2 separate regions of the Sus scrofa genome follow, and region 1 is linked to region 2. Evidence: chromatin contacts called from public HiChIP or PLAC-seq data. All regions are on one chromosome and are shown on one strand. Each heading gives the region's core, a stretch centred on a gene start, on an enhancer-like site or on the middle of the called end of the contact. The rest is flanking DNA. Distances are from core to core; before and after follow the strand shown.

Region 1 (4,461 bases), core at 1,842-4,341, 56 kb after region 2:
ACTAGTGTTTTTGTGGTGTTTTGTTTTAAATCATGATGTCTTTGACTGTAAGTAAAAGAAAACTTAAAGTGGCCATAACAATAATGAAATTATTTCATAAGAAGGTTTGTTAAGTCAGAGGCACTACATTACCATCAAGGACCCTGGCCTTTCTAGTCTACCATCCATCCTGGATTCAGGCTTTGTCTCCAGGTTAACTTAGCTCTCCACAAGGTTTTATGATGCCTGCCAAACTTCCAGCATCACATCCACAGAATTTCTAGAGACAGGAAAAGCCATGATTCCTCTTGTCCATCTCTCTAATTTGTTGTTCACCTTTTTAAAGAGCAAAGAAACTTTTCCTAGGATTCACCCTCATGCCAGCAGACTTGGCCTCATACTATCCAGACTGCTACAAGCCCATGCCTAACCAGTCATTGGCAAGGAGAATGTTCCACTATGATGGGCTTAGAGGAATCAAGACTTAATGCTATGGTTGGCTCCAAGCTTCCCTGAGGTTCCTGGCTGCTTGGTAGAACAAAATTAAAGTTCTGTTAGGAAGAAGGGAGATGGTTTTAGGGAATAGGTATGAAGTGTGCAAACAACAGTGTCTGTTGCAGAATCCAAAAGTCCAGGTTGTTAACCCTGACACGCTACTGCTATTCCGTGCTCTCTCCGCAGCTCCCACCCTTAGTCTAGCATATTCCATTCGAGCCAAATCCCCTACAGCTCTAGCTCTAAATGACACATACCAAGGTTGTGCAATTCCTGAGAGGTCAGTGAAACATGCTGGGTTAGCCCAGACACTGTAACAGTCTAGGGGTGGGTGGAGAGCAGAGCCTCTGCCTCCCAGAAAGGTGGACCAGCCTGGCTCTGACTTAGCCCCAGGTCTAATCATGCTTTCCCTGTCCAATCTCTTTCCCTGCATCTGTATTCTTTTTTTTTTTTTTTTTGCCTTTGCTAGGGTCGCTCCCGCGGCATATGGGGGTTCCCAGGCTAGGGGTCTAATAAGAGCTGTAGCTGCTGGCCTATACCACAGCCACAGCAACATGGGATCCAAGCACATCTGTGACCTACACCACAGCTCACAGCAACGCCAGATCCTTAACCCACCGAACAAGGCCAGGGATCGAACCCGCAACCTCATGGTTCCTAGTCGGATTCGTTAACCACTGAACCACGACGGGAGCTTCACCCAGGTCTGTACTTCTCTTAGAATCTGAATTGTTTTCTTAACAAATTCAATCTGCCCCTTAATATTATTTATTTTTGTCTTTTTAGGGCTCACCCATGGCATATGGAAGTTCCCAGGCTAGAGGCTGAATTGGTGGCCTGCCAACACCACAGCCACAGCAACACAAGATCCGAGCCAAGTCTGTGACCTACACCAAAGCTCATGGCAATGCCGGATCCTTAAACCACTGAATGAGGCCAGGGATTGAACCTGCATCCTCATGGATACTAGTCGGGTTTGTTACCAGTGTGCCATGCAGGAACTTCCTGCCCCTTAGTTTTAAACCCCAACATTATCTTCATATCTCCTTCCCCTGAACTCCCACAGTGAGAAAACTTGTATCCACTGAATTTACTAACTATTCATTGATCTCCTATTTGTGTAGAAGCTTAAAGACAAAACTAGACAACTGGAAAGGAAATTAAGTTTTAGTAGCTATGTGCCAGGTGTTGGGATAAGTTCTTTCACACACACTATCTGACTTTATTCTTTTTTTTTCTTATTCTTTTTAAGGCTGCACCTGGAGCGTATGGAAGTTCCCAGGCTAAGGGTCAAATCAGAGCTACAGCTGCAGGCCTACGCCTCAGGTTGCAGCAACTCCAGATCCTTAACCCACTGGTTGGGGCCAAGGATCCAACATGCATGCTCATAGACACTATGCTGGGTTATTAACCCACTGAGCCACAATGGGAATTCCTGACCTTATTCTTAACAGCACCTTGGTAGGTTAGGCTAGGCTATTTTAAGAGTTAAGAGTTTAAGAGTTAAGGGATTTCAGGAAGTTCCTATGTGGTGCAGCAGGCTAAGGATCTGGTGTTGCCACAGAGTTAAGGGATTAGGGATTTAAGAGTTAAGAGTTTAGGGATGTTAAGAGTTTGGGGATTTCAGGAAGTTCCTATGTGGTGCAACAGGTTAAGGATCTGGTGTTGCCACAGCTGTGGCCCAGGTCCCAAGTACAGTGCAGATTCAATCCCTGGCCCAGGAACTTCAACATGCCATGGTTGCAGTAAAAAAAAAAAAAAAAAAAAAAAAAAAAAGTTTAGGCATTTCAGGTTCAGAAGAAGTCACCTTGTTCAAAGAAGGTAGTTTGGCTCAAGGTCACAAGCTATTTGGAACGCATGACTGCCTGACTTCACACCTGTGTACTTTGCTCTACCCTGTTTATTGCTACAAAACATATTTGCATACATTAAGTTGAGTCTCACGACAATAACAGGGTGAATGGTACTATCTGCATTTTATAATTGAAGAGAGTAGGGTTCAGAGATACTAAACGACTTGTCCTAGTCATATGGAGCTTAGCCATTCAGACTCTGCCACTGTAGAGTGTGCCTGGCAGAGCAGGGCATATTTGTTGAATAGATGATGATCTGGACTATAGTAGTAATTCTTGTCAAATTATATTATTGAAAATAAACAATGTCACTGCCTAGAGTTCTCTAGGTTCCTTTTCTCCCCCTATAATCTCCCCTCTGGGCTTTCGTAGGAACTCTATCACCTTCCACCAAAACTCACAAAGAGTAGAATCCACATCTCCTCAGGGAGGTGCTCAGACAAGGGCTTAAGAAGGAAGGGCTCTCTTTTGAGACAGAGCTCAATGGACCTACAGTTTTAGTTCTCCCACCTCCCACTTCAGGGCTTTCTTGGGCCCTGGAGTGCCGCAGCTGTACTCAAGTCTTCTCCCTGCCCCCAGGTGGCAGGACTGTATTTGCTCTGGGACAGACAGACCCGTGAGCCTCTGCTCTCCTGTCCCGCAGGCCTGGGCCCTGGCAGTCATCCCACTGGTGCTCCCTCTCCTCTCCTCCCTGAGCCCCGCCTCCTGCCTCTGGCTCCACCTCACCGCCCTGGACACAGTCAGTACACACAGCCCAGAGGCTTAGCTCAAAGAGAAACAAAACGAACTGACTGGGTTCCCATGACTATGGCTAGCACCTTCATACCAGGGCTGAACCCTAAGAACCCACATTATATCCCAGGGTAAGACTTCTACCCAGAGCACACCCCTGTTAGCTTCTGGGAATAAGGGTAAGGATACAGGAACTGTGCCACCTGGGGGTGAAGTGGACATGATGGCGTGGGAGGCTTAGGGCCGGGACATCTATGTTGGATGGAAAAGGAAAAGCAAGGGAATAGGAGTAGCCAGGCTTACCATGAAGCTTTGTGTTGTGTTCTCCACGGTAACAGGGTAACAGTAGAGGGGAAGGGTTGAAAACACAGACAAAGAACTAAGAAATGCCTGCTCCAAATATACACACAGCTGAGTCCAGAAATGATCTGGGAGTGAGAGGTCTCTGTTCCCATCTCTGGGGACGGTGAGGCCAGGGGATTCTGGAGGTGAGTGGGTGAGACTTGTGCTACAGGTACACCGGACACTGCCCACTACTTCGGTTCAGCATGGGTCAGACCTACGGGCAGACAACTGGTCAGCTACTTCGCGGCTCTCCTGGCCTAGCGTGGCCCCCTGCCCATCGCACACTTCTGCCTCCCATTCGGTCTCCAAGATCTCCTGAGATTCCCAGGAGAAGCCTGCCTGTCAGGCGTGGACATGAAAGGCTCAGCTCCAGCATGATCCCTGGGTATACAGGTTTGTACACAGGTATGAACAGGTACCCCCAACCTAGAACAAGGGTCCCCCACACTAACAGAAATTTTCCTTATCCCCTGCCCGCCTAGGTTTTGTACCCCAGGCACAGTTCATCTTTGCCAAGAACTGCAACCAGGTCTGGGCTGAAGCTCTGAATGATTTTACTCAGTGGTATGGGGGACAAGGGAGTCAGGAGCTACCAAAGGAGGCCAAGGGAGAAAAAGACATGGAGAAAGACCAACAGCCAAAGCTGGAGGCAGAGGTGGAGGCGGAAAACGAGCCAGAGCTGGGGCAGGAGGTGGAGCAAGTAAGGCCAAGAAGGCTGAGGGGAGTACAGTGGGGTGGGAGTTGGAAGCCTTACCTCTCTGTGGCCAGGCCTGGGGTGACCGTGAGTAGTATGGCTGTGGGTACAGGGACGAGGGCTAGACTGCCAGCTCCACCTCCCTGGGAGCTTGTGTTCCAGCCCAGGGGCTGAATTTGATAGTCATGTTTTTCTTCTATTAACTTCTCACAAGGCTTCCCCTTATTCTATGGATGACAGAGATCCTCGAAAGTTCTTCATGTCAGGTGAGAAGTTGTAGGTAACGACCAAAGGCATGGGGCGGGCGGTGCTCAGGAGGTCCTGGCTTAGTATTCCCCCTCCAACCCCCTAGGCTTCACTGGT
Region 2 (4,056 bases), core at 1,441-3,940:
GCAGAAGCTCCTGCTGGGCTCCAGCCAGGGTAGTCACACTGCAGATATGTCTGCTCAGAGGCTGCCCAATCTCTGTCCGCACCTCTCCCACCTACAAGTTCCCCTGGCCACAGGGTCGTTGCTCTCCTTACCGCTCAAAAAGGGGGTCCAGCTGGGCCATCAGACTATTCAGGTGTTGCTCTGTCTGGGCCAGCTGTTGTGTCAGCTGGACCAGCTGTTGCTCTGGTGCAGGGGAGAAAAGGAGAGCAATGGTTACTGACTTTCTGTCCCCTAATCCCCCACCAAGCACAGACTTCTGCAAAACCCACCTGACTGCAATGATTCCTTCTTGCCTGCCTCCTCTTGGAGAACAGCAGCCTCATCTTTCCCCTGCTATGGAAAAAGGAAAGGACAACACTGCAGCAACACAGTTCTCCATAACCTCAGTTTCCAGAGCCAATAGGAGGAGGAGAATTTCAGGCAGCAAAAGCAAGTGAGTTTTTAACCTCAGAGAATCACAATCACATCTAGTCTAGCTCCTTACCCAGGTCAGGAAGCAACATGTCAGTAACCCCAAAAAATGGTCATTCAGTCTACTGAAACACCTCCAGGAAGGAGCAGTTTTCTCCAGTTTGATAAAGCTCTGGTTATTAATTTACATACAGTGCCAAAAACTGTCCTTCATGTATCTGATTATGGTGCTGATCAGAGCCTTCCAAAATCATATCTTTTCAACACGATATCCCCCTACCCCCTTTCTCATGTCTTCTCTGGTTTAATAGTGCCAGTCTTTCTCGGTCAATGCTCATTTAACATGGTTTTCTCTGGTAGTTTTACTCTGATTTGTTTAAAGAGTATATCGTGCTGGGAGTTCGTGGCTCAGTGGTTAACGAACACGACTAGGAACCATCAGGTTGCAGGTTTGATCCCTGACCTCGCTCAGTGGGATCTGGCGTTGCCCTGAGCTGTGGTGTAGGTCCTAGATGCTGCTTGGATTCTGCATTGCTATGCTGTAGGCCAGCAGCTGTAGCTCCTACTCGACCCCTAGCCTGGGAACCTCCACATGCCTTGGGTGCGGCCCTAAAAAGCAAAAAAAGCAAAAAAAAAAAAAAAAAAAAGGATATAGTGCTCTTAAAGTTGTGCCCTCAATAGAATTCCCCCGCAGGGTTCTAATCAGAAGATAAAGAACAAAATACCTTCTTCCTAGCATTGATTTGGGAAGTGGGCTGTCACATCACACAACTGAACCTCATTAATCAATAAATTGCTGTTAAATTATGTTTCTTCCAGACTATATTTGGGTCCAAGAATAGAATTTATTATCTGGAGTTCCCCTCGTGGCTCAGCCATTGGCAAATCTGACTAGGAACCATGAGGTTGCAGGTTCGATCCCTGGCCTCACTTAGTGGGTTAAGGATCCGGCATTGCCGTGAGCTGTGGTGTAGGTCGCAGACTCAGCTCAGATCTGGGGTTGCTGCGGTTCTGGTGTTGCTGCGGCTCTGGCGTAGGCTGAAGGCTACAGCTCCGATTAGACCCCTAGCCCAGGAACCTCCATATGCTGAGGGTGTGGCCCTGGAAAATACAAAAAAAAAAAAAAGAAAAAAAAAAGTATTATCTATCTATGTTGAATTTCATCATTATATTCAGTCCCTCATCCTAGCTTGTCCAGCCCTCATCCTAGCTTGTCCAGTCTTATTATGAATCATGGTTAGCTATCCTTCCTAGTTTCCTATCTCCAAATTGGCTCAGCCCTCTATTTCCCAATGCAATTAAGTGATACGGCTAAAGTCAGAGCCCTGGGAGGTACTACGTTCCATTTCAACAGTTTGAATCTACCAAAATGTACTATCAGTTCACATTTCAGAGCCTCCTTCCCAAGAACTTGAGACTGCTTGGTACCTCGAACTCTAAAAACACTTTGGCTAAGTAATCAGCTGCTCGTGCCAAGGTTGGAATCTTACCAGGAACCGCACTCACTGTAGTATGGACAGTCGCTGGGTTCAAGTCCCAGTTCCACCAGTTACTAGCTCTGGGTGACCTTGAGCAAGTGACTAACCCCTACATTGGATTGATGGGAGGATTAAATGGGATGGTCATTATTTATTTACAATTTATCAAGTGCCATTCACCTCGATAGCTACTCAAAATAATCTCATAAGGCTGGAAACCCAGAGGACTCAGGTCTTCACTTTACAGATGGACAGGAAAATGAGTCTTGTTCTTGGTACCATAGGGACCCAACGGGAGATTCAGAACCCGGGCATCCCCTCCCTCCTCTCGTCGTCCCGCACCTGCAAACACTTGTACAGCACAAAAGCCACGACGGCCGCGGTGTACAGCGCCCCCAAGGGCAACGCCCCGGCTCGAGCTGGGTCGCGCTGATCCTTGGGCGGCGGCGACCGCCGCCGGAGTTCTGTGGCCTCGGGGCCGACCTGGGCGGCGTCTCCTGAGGAGGGCAGAGGCGGGTCAGTAGAGCTGGGGGTTGGGGCCGGTAGGCAGTCCCTGCCTCCCTCTAACAGACCTCGGTGGTACCTGGGTGTGCCGGGCGGTCGGGGCTGGAGCGGTCTCCGAGGACCTCGGGCAGCGCAGACATAAGTAGCAGCCCCACCGCACCCGCTAGCGAGACCACGCTAGCCATTGCAGGCGGACTACAGGAGAACCTGGGAGGAGCCGGCGTTGGCCGCACGCGCCCATGCGCACGCGCACGCGCGCCCTGGAGCCCGTTCCGCTCCGGGCCTCCCTGGAAGGTCACGCCCACCTAGCGTATGGGCGGGGCCAGGATTTATTTGCATAGGACCGGGAGCCCAGCTTAGTTTATTTTAGAAATTAGTTCATTTCTTATCTCCATTTAGGGATTCGGTTAGCCAGAAAGTGTCCAGAAGCTTACAACCTTAGAAGAGTATGCGATAAAGTGGTTTCCCACACTAGTCCACATCCTCACCCTAATCATAAAATAAATTTTTTCTTCCAGCTATAAAAGGTTACAGGAGCCCACCCACCAGTGAAGCTCGTGCTGAAGGCCTGTTTCCTAGGCTACAAACGAGGGACTAGTTCCTTATTTACGCCTAGGGGAAAGTCCCCGGACCTAAGGCAGAGAGTGCCACGTGCGCCTGCACGTAGACTGTCCCTGCACCTCACGGTTAATCCGCTAAGAAGCGATTTCGCCGAGCGGCGTGTGGCAGGGATGTCATCCGTCAGCCGAAATAGTTACACAGGCAGTGCGCTTCCGCGCACCAACCACACGGGGCTCATTCTCAGCACGGCTGATTTTAATCCTTTCTGGAAGGTAACAAGGTGGTTATTTATTTATTTTTTTTAAAGAAAAAAAAATTATTGCTCAATGGATTTATTGCATTTATAGTTGTACAATGATCGTCACAATCCATTTTTATAGGATTTCCAGCCCACAACCCCAGCACATCCTCCACCCCCCGCAACTGTCTCCCTTGCAAACTCTTAAGTTTTTCAAAGGCTGTGAGTCAATATCTGTTCTGCACAGAAGTTCATTCTGTCCTTTTTTCAGATTCCACATGTCAGTGAAAGCATTTGATGTTGGTGTCTCAGTGTCTGACTGACTTCACTTAGCATGATCATTTCTAGGTCCATTCATGTTGCTAAAAATGCCAGTATTTCGTTCCTTTTAATGGCTGAGTAATATTCCATTGTGTATATGTACCCCATCTTCTTGATCCACTCCTCTGTCGATGGACATCTAGGTTGTTTCCATGTCTTTACAAATGGGAGAAAAATCTTTTTTTGCCTTTTTCTAGGGCCGCTTCCCGCGGCATATGTAGGTTCCCAGGCTAGGGGTCGAATTGGAGCTGTAGCCACCGGCCTACACCACAGCTCACAGCAATGCTGGATCCTTAACCCACTGAGCAAGGCCAGGGATCGAACCTGCAACCTCATGGTTCCTAGTCGGATTTAGTTAACCACTGCGCCACGATGGCAACTCCTAGTTTTGTTTTTACTGACATTACTCTAAGAGGTGGATCTGAGAAGATGTTGCAGAAATCAACGGCATCTTTATACACTAACAATGAAAGATCAGAAAGAAATTAGGGAAGCAATCCCATT

What was found. HiChIP or PLAC-seq counts read pairs in DNA pulled down with a chosen protein or histone mark.
Region 1: an H3K27ac HiChIP or PLAC-seq map of skeletal muscle shows a contact between it and region 2. The contact joins the promoter of FAM166B here to the promoter of CCDC107 in region 2. A contact is called at or near these places in 1 of 5 promoter capture datasets (liver), 6 of 47 Hi-C or Micro-C datasets (blood, epiblast stem cells, liver and 1 more) and 2 of 2 datasets of contacts at active chromatin or transcription factors (alveolar macrophages and skeletal muscle).

What each region holds. Positions count from the first base shown.
Region 1 is chr1:236,323,611-236,328,071 of Sscrofa11.1, reverse strand. FAM166B (family with sequence similarity 166 member B) reads left to right here and starts at 3,091. Exons shown (of 6, transcript NM_001243630.1): 1 at 3,091-3,190; 2 at 3,574-3,797; 3 at 3,887-4,104; 4 at 4,313-4,364; 5 at 4,451-4,461. The coding sequence starts at 3,129.
Region 2 is chr1:236,379,206-236,383,261 of Sscrofa11.1, reverse strand. CCDC107 (coiled-coil domain-containing protein 107) reads right to left here and starts at 2,690. Exons shown (of 6, transcript XM_005660223.3): 1 at 2,512-2,690; 2 at 2,271-2,425; 3 at 309-369; 4 at 132-222; 5 at 1-38. The coding sequence starts at 2,617. LOC106509199 (a long non-coding RNA gene) reads left to right here and starts at 368. Exons shown (of 2, transcript XR_001306517.2): 1 at 368-472; 2 at 2,951-3,252.